Linked DNA regions of Mus musculus: regions 1 and 3 are each linked to region 2. The links are chromatin contacts, called in public HiChIP or PLAC-seq maps. All regions are on one chromosome and are shown on one strand. The core of a region is the stretch at or near the end of the contact, and the rest is flanking DNA. Distances in the headings are between cores, read along the strand shown. Region 1 has its middle 81 kb from the start of Gm33502. Region 2 overlaps Lsg1 (large 60S subunit nuclear export GTPase 1). Region 3 has its middle 58 kb from the start of Gm33502.

Evidence for each region. HiChIP or PLAC-seq counts read pairs in DNA pulled down with a chosen protein or histone mark.
Region 1: a contact with region 2 is called in an H3K27ac HiChIP or PLAC-seq map of embryonic stem cells, with 6 read pairs. The contact joins two enhancer-like sites. A contact is called at or near these places in 1 of 39 promoter capture datasets (macrophages), 7 of 115 datasets of contacts at active chromatin or transcription factors (the SCID.adh cell line, bone marrow-derived macrophages, double positive thymocytes and 1 more) and 1 of 9 other capture datasets (pancreatic islet).
Region 3: an H3K27ac HiChIP or PLAC-seq map of embryonic stem cells shows a contact between it and region 2, with 5 read pairs. The contact joins two enhancer-like sites. A contact is called at or near these places in 1 of 39 promoter capture datasets (macrophages), 1 of 484 Hi-C or Micro-C datasets (embryonic stem cells), 12 of 115 datasets of contacts at active chromatin or transcription factors (the 230-238 cell line, the SCID.adh cell line, bone marrow-derived macrophages and 5 more) and 2 of 9 other capture datasets (adipose tissue and embryonic stem cells).

Annotation. Positions count from the first base shown.
Region 1 is chr16:30,711,075-30,714,621 of GRCm38.p6, forward strand. No RefSeq gene overlaps it. Among named protein-coding and RNA genes, the nearest start is that of Gm33502, 81 kb to the right of the region's middle. Within about 2 kb of position 1,712, at least 2 of the 459 cell types and tissues checked have an H3K27ac peak or open chromatin away from gene starts, as enhancers often do. A contact at or near this core is called in embryonic stem cells, where this site is marked.
Region 2 is chr16:30,570,262-30,573,916 of GRCm38.p6, forward strand. It overlaps Lsg1 (large 60S subunit nuclear export GTPase 1), which reads right to left. Exons shown (of 14, transcript NM_178069.5): 7 at 2,932-3,108; 8 at 904-1,275. Among named protein-coding and RNA genes, the nearest start is that of Lsg1, 16 kb to the right of the region's middle. Within about 2 kb of position 2,195, at least 34 of the 459 cell types and tissues checked have an H3K27ac peak or open chromatin away from gene starts, as enhancers often do. A contact at or near this core is called in embryonic stem cells, where this site is marked.
Region 3 is chr16:30,734,174-30,737,590 of GRCm38.p6, forward strand. No RefSeq gene overlaps it. Among named protein-coding and RNA genes, the nearest start is that of Gm33502, 58 kb to the right of the region's middle. Within about 2 kb of position 1,303, at least 53 of the 459 cell types and tissues checked have an H3K27ac peak or open chromatin away from gene starts, as enhancers often do. A contact at or near this core is called in embryonic stem cells, where this site is marked.

The sequences.
Region 1 (3,547 bases), core at 462-2,961, 140 kb after region 2:
AGCCTTGGGTTGGAACTGCCTTTAAAACTCACCCACAGCTTCCTCCTCGCCTTCCTGATGTTGTTCTATGTGCTCATCCCAGCTTTACTGCTTCTTTTCCCCTCCAATCAGCAACTCCTATAATCCAAGTCTTTCGGTCTACAAAATCAGCGCTCTGGATGGCAGCCTCCTATGTCAAGACACCTGCCTTTAGAGGAGCAGAAACCCTCTTTGAGCTCAGATGACTACAGCGGCATTTTCAGAGACCTGGGGAAAAGGCTGTATCTATGACTTTCCTCTTAGTATAGGCCCCTAGATAGTGGGTCAAGCTGCTGCTCTCTCCTGTCCTTGCAGTACAGAGTCGGGATCCTGGGGCACTGCCTGGGATACAGGCATAGGCCACAAGGACTCAGGGTTAGGGACACAGGTTGAGGGCTAGCCTCTCACCTCAAAGAAGCTGAACTCAGTCTCCCACAAGAGACTCTTTCTTCTTCACTCCTGCCTGCCTCTTCCAGGTCAGGAGGAAGGGGTTGGAAGGAAGAGCTCAGAGGTAGCCCCTGGGAGTCATGACTGTGCCATCTCTGTCACCTTGGGTCATTTACTCTTGTCTACTGGGCCCTGTGTCTATATCATTGTCCTGTCTACCTGCCCACTCAGATAGGGACATGAGAGAGTGTTGAGGTGTTCTGTAGAGCAAGGCACAGGCTCAGGTTGAACAGTAAAGCTGACACTGGTGGCCTTTCTGGGGACACCTGTACCCTGGAGGGAGATCTGCAGGGGTGTGGACGTCCAACTTGCCCAACAGGATCCCCCCCTCCTCTCGGGACAGGGCCCAACCTTCTGAGCAAGGTCATACATCCTCCCATGTAGAGAAGAGTGACACCTCTGGCTTCTCTCTCCAGGGACGGAGGAGCAAGTTCACCTGGTTATTGGAAAGTAAACAGTGGTTGGGCCTTGTGGTTCTTCTCATTTCCTGTTGGGTGGGTTGTCTACTGGAGGCCCCACGGCCGATCTCCAGGAATCTTGTGCCCTTGGCCCAGCCATCAGGTCTCTACTTTAAAAGTTCCGCAGAGAAAGGTGTATCCCCCGATCCACAGATCTTTATCTCCGTTTGTCTTATTCCTTTGTCTTTTCTTAGCTGATACAGAACTGGGAAAGATGAGACTTGTTTTAAAAATAACATCTCCTGAGCAAAACAAGGAGCAAGGTGTTTGGAGGTCTCCCTCCTGGAATTTTGAGTCCCAGACCGAATTGGGTCAGGGTTATTTGTAGGCTGCGCCCCTCGAGGGAAAGCTGCGACGGCGCTACCTGCTGAGGCCCCTGCATCTGTTCTGCACAGTCCAAGCATTTAGCTCCTGTTTCTCAGAAGAACCACAGTAGCTTCAGGCCTTTGGCCAGGTTCTGAAGAACAAACAGGGTTTCAGGCAGAGGGAGGGCGGGCGGCAGAGTAGCCGGGCAAGGAGGAGGATCGAATGTAACTGGCTACACTTTCTACGCACGGAGCTTGGTAGAGATGTTGGCTGCTCCAGCTCCCGGCAGTATTAAATGGCAGGATAGGGGTTTGGATCTTATTGTGTTGGGGATATGAAGACTGAACCATGGGAGGCAGAGAGGTGGTGGCGGCAGAAGAGCAGACTGAAGGCCTGGAAAAGGCTGCTGCAGGGACTGGAGTTACAGCCTTGGCAAGGTCACCTTCTGCTCCCTGCCCCTCTCTCCAGTTCCACACTCCTGAGCTCCTCAGAGTGTGTGCCTGAGGCCTGTTCCTTTTGTCTTCACAAACAAGTAAGTGCATCTGTAGCGCCCCCCTCGCTCTCTAAAAGCTCAAGGGTGGCCACCCCACACCCACACTCACTTCACACCATTCTGCAAGCGCCTCTGTCTACCTCAACGGTGTTGCTCACAACTGTATTTTAATCTGCATACAGAGCTCCCATAATTTAGCCAACCAGTTTCTCACTGATGGATATTTCAATTATTTCAAACTTTTATTAATATGAAAGAAAAGGAGACACAGTAGCTGTTCTTAATATTCACTCCTGTGCCCCACCAGGGGATTCATCCTATAATCAGCCACCAAACGCAGACACTATTGCATATGCCAGAAAGATTTTGCTGAAGGGACCCTGTTATAGCTGTCTCGTATGAGGCTATGCCAGTGCCTGGCAAATACAGAAGTGGATGCTCACAGTCATCTATAAGATGGAACACAGGGCTCCCAATGGAGAAGCTAGAGAAAGCACCTAAGGAGCTGAAGGGGTCTGCAACCCTATAGGTGGAACATCAATATGAACTAACCAGTACCCCGGAGCTCTTGACTCTAGCTGCATATGCATCAAAAGATGGCCTAGTCGGCCATCACTGCAAAGAGAGGCCCATTGGTATTGCAAACTTTATATGCCACAGTACAGGGGAATGCCAGGGCCAAGAAGTGGGAGTGGGTGGGTAGGGGAGCAGGGCAGAGGGAGGGTGTACTGGCTAGTTTTGTGTCAACTTGACACAGCTGGAGTTATCACAGAGAAAGGAGCTTCAGTTGAGGAAATGCCTCCATGAGATCCAACTGTAAGGCATTTTCTCAATTAGTGATCAAGGGGGAAAGGCCCCTTGTGGGTGGGACCATCTCTGGGCTGGTAGTCTTGGGTTCTATAAGAGAGCAGGCTGAGCAAGCCAGGTGAGGCAAGCCAGTAAAGAACATCCCTCCATGGCCTCTGCATCAGCTCCTGCTTCCTGACCTGCTTGAGTTCCAGTCCTGACTTCCTTTGGTGATGAACAGCAATGTGGAAATGTAAGCTGAATAAACCCTTTCCTCCCCAACTTGCTTCTTGGTCATGATGTTTGTGTAGGAATAGAAACCCTGACTAAGACAGAGGGTATGGGGGAACTTTTGGGATAGCATTTGAAATGTATATAAAGAAAATATCTAATAAAAAAGAAGAAAGAAAAGAGGAAAAAAAAAGGAGAAATAAACACTAAAAATCCTAAAAAAAAAAAAAAAGTTCACTCCTCTGTACTTACTTTAACATTTATTTTTAGCAGAACACAGATGCTCAAAAACAATGCCTTGGGGGCCAGTGAGATGGCTCGGTGGGTAAAGGAGCTTGTGCCAAACCCAGCAACCCAACTTCTATCCCCAGGTCCCACACGGTGGAAAAAGACAACTGATTTCCTGCAAATTGTCCTCTGACTTCCTCTACACACCTTGGCACATGTGTGTGAGCACACACATACACATAAATAGATAAATATGATTAAAATATTTTTTACAATGTAATTCTCCTGAATTAAAAAGCAGTTCCATTTAAAAATTTTAGTAGGTATTTCTACATTAAAATAGTTTAGCAATTTATTCTCACTGCTGTGTGCATGCACTGATGACAGGAAAGGCAAAGTCCGAGAAGACGTGGGCGGGAGAATATTTTCATTAACTGGATCTTCTGTATTGTCCTCACTGAGGTACAAATTGGTATAATTATTTTGACAAGTAATTTAGCAATTATCTTACAAAATTGCAATGCATTCAGTGACCCGGCAATTTCACCACTAGTCATACACATGAGAAAAATGCTGTTTT
Region 2 (3,655 bases), core at 945-3,444:
GAAATGCCATTTTACTTCAGCATTTTTTAAAAATTACTCTCACTATGGGTGTGTTCACTTCTGTGTGTGCAGCACCTGCAGGCAGTGCTCACGGAGGCCAGAAGAGGGCCAGATCCCTGTGAGCTGCCACATGGACCTTTTCACCTCTGTGAAAGTAGCCAGCGCTCTCTCAATTGCTGAGGCATCTCTCTAGCCCCTACATTGTAAGTGGCCTTCTGCTGCTTTAGGTGGTGGATGGAACACAGGAGAGAGAGCTAAACACAGGATCTACACCTCACACTAACTGAAGAGCTGAGAGACCCGACCTGCTACAGCCTCTCTCTACCTTGTTTTGCTTCTCTGGAATGAGCTTTCTTATATATGCTGTCCCTGACAGCCTCCACGTCCTTAGCTAAGGACGAGCCACGTAGAGCCGGGCTGTATCCTTTACAATTAGGCCATATAGCTGCGATAGCAGCTACCCTTTCCATTTTTGTTATCTTTATACAATAAAAGTATCTGTCATAGTTTGTCTGGCCAAGGCTGGGATTCTCCCTAACTAACGGCATCTGAAACAGCATAAGCTGGCAAGGATGCCAGGATGTCTACAGAACACCGCACTGAAGTCTGGCAATGTCAAAACCTGTCTCATTCTCACCTCTCAGCAACGGATGTGACAAAGACCTGAACTGGAAGGAGTCTATAGAACACATTTAATATAAACATGTGTGGTGACAATATAACCCTGAGATGTTCCCTTTGAGTCAGACCCTGCCCCTCCACTGCCTCACCCCATGATACCTTCCCTGTGTCTTCCCTGTGGTGCAGAAGCCTGCCTGACTGTGTGGGTCCACCTGTAGCTGTGGAAGGACAGGGACTGCTGCAGGCTCTCTCATGTGCTGGCTTCAGTGTCCTTCATCTTACCAGCCCAACAGTTAGCTGTCCATCTTTCACTTTCTTTCCAGTGTGGAGTTTCTTAAAGAGTTCCAGTAATTCCTGTTTCGACACCAGGTAGCTATCATTGTTCACTTGTTGATTTTCTGCGTTTTTTCTGTTCTGAGTCTCAGAATCCGCATTACAGCCCTCCTCCTCCTCAGGGACGCTGTCTTCTTCTGAACACGTCTGCCAATCTTCCTCTTCGTCCTCCTGACAGTCCTCATATTTGCTGTCACCACTGTCACTTGCGGACTCCTCACTAAGCGAGATCAAGTCTCTGTGTGGGATTTCATTCGCATCCAAACTGGAGCTTTCAGACTCTGTTTTGTTGGTGTCTCCAGCAACACTGTCTACTTCCTCCTGATGAAGTGACAGAAACCACAAAGCTTCAGACCTGTGTAACCGCACTTTACACACAGAGGCTAGTGATGGAAGAACAGGAAATACTATGCTGGAGACCAGCATATGGGCAGGCAAGCACATAGGTGGACATCAGCAGATGCCCCTAGCAGGGCAGACCTTCACTTCTGTTGCTCTGTTGCTGCAGAGCTAAGACTGAGCCCAGGGGCTTTTGCATATGAAGCAAGCAGTACACCATCCCCAACCTTGTTCTGATTTTATAATTGTTTTAAATATGTCAAAAAGTACCAAAGTCTTTTGATCTTAAGTAAAAAAGAGCACAGACCCCTGTGTGTGAAATTCAGAGGCTGCAAAATTTCATTCTAGATTGGTGATGACCATGATAATAGACAGGAGCTCACTATGTAGACCAGGTTGTCCTTGAACTCAGAGATTTGCCTATCTCTGCCTTGCAAGTGCTGGGACTAAAGGCAAGCATCACAACACTTGAGCCGTCATGCTTGAAAGCAAACACTTTAACTCCCCGAGTCAAGTTTCTAGCTAGGTTTCCATTCTAGAAATCTCAATCTTTCTGTATGTCCCTTAGCAGGCATGTGGGATAAACACTGTGCTCCATTATCCATCAATGTTAGTGGTAATCATAACAGAAATGGATAAGCACCAAGATGAGAGCCCCAAAATGGCATCTATGAGGTAGCTGAGGGCAAGAACTGAACACTGGCAGAGGAAGAAACCAAGACGACAAAGAACAAACCCTCAGATCAACAACTGGAGCTAGCTTAGTGTCACTGTAGGGAAACGGCTTCTGACTTTAGAGATTAAAGCTGCCTGGCCTTGGTGCCCTGCCATTGCTGGAGGCAAACTTTTGCATGCCTGGGCAAGCACTGTACCACTGCTAGGCCCTCAGCACTAATTAGCCACTGACAGATAATGTGACCTTCCAACAGGGAAACGGAAGGAGGGAGGGATTTCTTTCACTGGAGTGTAGAGCTCAGTAAATAATGAGTTCATCCACGAGAGGGGGTTGTATTCACAGATCTCCCCCCCCCCCCCCCCCAGACAGGTTTTCTCTCTGTAGCCCTGTCAGTCATGAATTCACTATGTAGATCAGGCTGGCCTGGAACGCATAGAGATAGTCCAGCATGCACATCACCTATATTAACACCCATTAAAAAGCCAAAAGATAAAAGAAGAGGGGAAAATATCACTTCTAAGTGTCTTCTAAATATCAAAGATACCAGGACTGATTTTTTAATAGACTTTAAGTTTTAGTAAAACTTGGTTAAAGATAAAAGAAATTGCCTACACTCTTCAGTTGTACCCTGTGCACTGTGAAGTTTCTCTTAAAAGCAAATTAATAATTAAAAAAAAATATGAAACTTCTTAGACAACTTCCTGAAGATTAAAAAAGTTAAGGTCTCAGATGCGAAAGAGTATACGGTACGGCATGAAAGAGTATATGAAATCACAAAGTATCCATGTGGTCTGGTTACAGATTTTTAAATATTTTTATAGGCTCTCCTGTAATCACTGAACTGGGGGGAGGGGAATCCCCAAACAAAGTAATCCTTACAAATCACCAATATAAACAAAACACATTAGTCAGAAATAAGGCAACCCCAAAACCCACCTTGAGAAAGGCCCCCAGCCCATTACCTTCAAGTCACCATTTAGGTGATCAGTTTCTGCCAAAGCTGACCAGAAGATAACCTTTACCCCTTCCTTTTCAAAGTGCACAGCCCAGGCAAACCGCTGCTCAGCAGTCAGCAAGTCTGCCTTGTTTATCAGGATCACGTTCTCCTTGGCAGCATCGATCTCTTTCACGTAACACTCCTATAAAGACAGACATTTCCAGTCCTCAGACAACAGCTGGGCTCATCAGCACCACAGATTCCCAATTAAAGCTGAATCAAACCCCAACCCCAAATCACTTTCTTTTTTGTAGTTGTTTTGTTTTTTTGAGACAGAGTTTCTCTGTGTAGCCTTGGTTATCCTGGAACTTAACTCTGTAGGCCAGGGTGGCCTTGAACTCAGAGATCTGTCTGAGTGCTGGGATTAAAGGCAAGCAACATTACTACCAGGCTTAAATCAATCTCTCTCTCTCTCTGTCTCTGTCTCCCCCCCCCCCCCCCTTGGTTTTTCGAGACAGGGTTTCTCTGTGTAGCCCTGGTTGTCCTGGAACTCACTCTGTATACTAGGCTGGCCTCGAATCTGCCTGCCTCTGCCTCCCGTTAAAGGCGTGAACCACCATTACCCGGCTTAAATCATTTTCTTTAAAAAAAAAAACTATTTTTGTGTGTATACATGAACCTACACATGCTCTACCATGTATGTAGAGGTCAGACTTTGGTCACTAGGCTTGTGCAGCAAGTTCCTTTAA
Region 3 (3,417 bases), core at 53-2,552, 160 kb after region 2:
AAATCAGTCTGGCGGTTCCTCAGAAAATTGGACATAGTACTACCGGAGGATCCAGCAATACCTCTCATGGGCATATATCCAGAAGATGCCCCAACTGGTAAGAAGGACACATGCTCCACTATGTTCATAGCAGCCTTATTTATAATAGCCAGAAGCTGGAAAGAACCTAGATGCCCCTCAACAGAGGAATGGATACAGAAAATGTGGTACATCTACACAATGGAGTACTACTCAGCTATTAAAAAGAATGAATTTATGAAATTTCTAGCCAAATGGATGGACCTGGAGGGCATCATCCTGAGTGAGGTAACACATTCACAAAGAAACTCACACAATATGTACTCACTGATAAGTGGATATTAGCCCCAAACCTAGGATACCCAAGATATAAGATATAATTTGCTAAACACATGAAACTCAAGAAGAATGAAGACTGAAGTGTGGACACTATGCCCCTCCTTAGATTTGGGAACAAAACACCCATGGAAGGAGTTACAGAGACAAAGTTTGGAGCTGAGATGAAAGGATGGACCATGTAGAGACTGCCATATCCAGGGATCCACCCCATAATCAGCATCCAAACGCTGACACCATTGCATACACTAGCAAGATTTTATTGAAAGGACCCAGATGTAGCTGTCTCTTGTGAGACTATGCCGGGGCCTAGCAAACACAGAAGTGGATGCTCACAGTCAGCTAATGGATGGATCATAGGGCTCCCAATGGAGGAGCTAGAGAAAGTAGCCAAGGAGCTAAAGGGATCTGCAACCCTATAGGTGGAACAACATTATGAACTAACCAGTACCCCGGAGCTCTTGACTCTAGCTGCATATATATCAAAAGATGGCCTAGTCGGCCATCACTGGAAAGAGAGGCCCATTGGACTTGCAAACTTTATATGCCCCAGTACAGGGGAACACCAGGGCCAAAAAGGGGGAGTGGGTGGGCAGGGGAGTGGGGGTGGGTGGATATGGGGGACTTTTGGTATAGCATTGGAAATGTAAATGAGCTAAATACCTAATAAAAAATGGAAAAAAAAAAAAGAAAATACAAACTTGGAGTCATCCACCACTCTGCCTGCCATGTGAATGAAGACCAGCCACAGTGGGAGTGGGGAACACTGTAGAGAAGACACCTATTCCTGGTAGCTCCCTAGAAGCTATTTGCTGTTAAAACAAAAAAATGAATTCCTGGAGCAGATTCCAAAATTCCAGGCAAATTTCCTCACTTTTCACCACACGCTATGAGCTCATGTTCTGGAATTTTCCCCCTGTGTGTGTGACCTTCCCTAACCTAGACTGGATGTACGGGAAAGTGCAGGTGGCAGGAACTCTGTAGCCACGGAATTTCTCTCCAGGGGACAACAGCAGGCCTCAGAGGACAGCTGGACAGAGCCCTCCAGGGGGTCTTAATGGAGGTAAGCACCCAGAGCCCAGAGTGACATTCCTGGCTACCCTGAGGTAAGCACACAACTACACTTCCTCAGCCAAGGAAACATATTTGCATATGCAAAAATGCATTCCTGACTTTACAGGTGAATAGCAAGGGCCTTAGGACCAAATACACCAAGCACACTTTGAGCCCCTGATTTTAGGCTCTGCTGGGGAGATTTTAGGTTGCTGATCAGGGAGAGATCCTGGTACTTTCAGGTATCAGATGAGAAAGAGTATTGAGACCCACAGATTTATAGATTCCTCTCAAAAGCTTCCTTCCTTCCAAACTGTGTCCACTCTTGCTCTCTTCCTGGAACTCCACAAACCGTGTCACACTGCTCACTACAACGGTAGCATCCTTCCTTTCTCCTGCCTTACTCTGCCCGCCTCTTTCCTTCACACCGCGTAGCTACTTCCATATACTTTCTGAATCTCATCTTCCTTTGTCAATCTCCTGGACTCCTCCCTCAGTCCCATTCTGGGTCACCCAAACTGTTGCCATGGTCTGCGTGCTGGCTCTTTTCTCTGAAGCCCGACTACCCCTCCCACCACAGAGCATCTCTGGGATTCTTAAAACCCAGCTGTGTCTGCACTGACCTCTGCTGTAAACCGCTGGACTCCCTGGATCAGCTGCAGACAGGCCCCCAACCCCTCCCCTCTCCCCCCAACCCCCTCTAGCTGCTAGCCCCCACAATTCCCTGGGCTCCTGCCCTTACTCTTGCTTTCAGTTTTCACAGGCTCAGGCTTTTCAGGCCTTCCACGGTGTTTGTTTATCTATCCAACTTAGCCCTTGGGGCCCCAATATGATTAAGAAGCTTCTCTTGGGTTTCTGTCCTGGTACTGTCACCTCCTAGAGAGGTGTCATTTATATCTCAGCCTAGTACAGAGAGGGCTTTAGCTTATGAAGTGAGGAAAATACTTCTCAAGGGAACGAGTGAATGAATGAATGAATGAATGAATGAACGAGTGAGCAAATGAATCGTGACTGCTGTGCTTACGATGGTAGCAGAAGGAAGATGCTGAACCAGTGTGAAGTCATCACTTCTGGACACACCAGAGACCACCTGTGTTCTATCACATCACCAAGGTGATAACCGGGCACAAATTCGCACGTATAGACAATAATAACCCTTGTGTCGAGGTTCCACAGTGATCAGTGGAGCTGATGCATGCGAATATGCTTTCAAAATCATAAATGACTGTTCAGATGTGCTAGGGACGTGTCCAGCATCCCTGACGGGCAGAAGCCTCCGAGCTGGTGATTCAGAACAGAAACAAGCATACAGCAGACATAATGGTCCCATCGTCGTGTCATGGGCTGTGTTGTACCCCTCAGCGTCTAGCAGGGTCCCCAGGGAAGGACAAGGCTTCCTTCATACGCAGCCTGGGCCTTTGGCTAGGGAGATTCCAGATGGTCAGAGAAAAGAATAGCCCCTGGACTGACCCAGGGGCCCAGTGGGAACTGGGCTCTGGTTTGGTGCCCTGTGTGTGCACGCAGTGAGGAACTCTGCTTTCTTGGGCTGTGGCTTGTAGCTTTGGAGCCTTAAAAATAGCACTATAAGGATATTTTTAGTGCATTATCCTGAGGCGTGGCTGACTCTTGTGGGGCTGCGTGTGACGCCTGAAAATAGCTTTGGTCTGTTTGCAAGTGATTCAGACAGCTGGTTCAGAGCTTCGGTAAATACACAAACAAGTGGGGGCTGCTGAGTTCTAACTATAGGTCACCCCACCCCGGCACATCTGGAAAACTGCTTCTAATGAAATTTACAAGATCTCTGGACCTTGTACAAACCACAGTGCTGCTTAGAGGGGCCTGGGGTGCTTCCAGGTGGTAGACTGGACAGAGCAGAAGAGCCAGCCCATTTTACCAAGGGGGAAACTGAGGCTGTGAGAGAATGTTTCTTCTTGCCAAAGTTGCATAGTTGATTTGTGACATGGTGGATTGTGCAAAGCCCGTGTTATTTTTTCCAGCTATTTTGTGTGT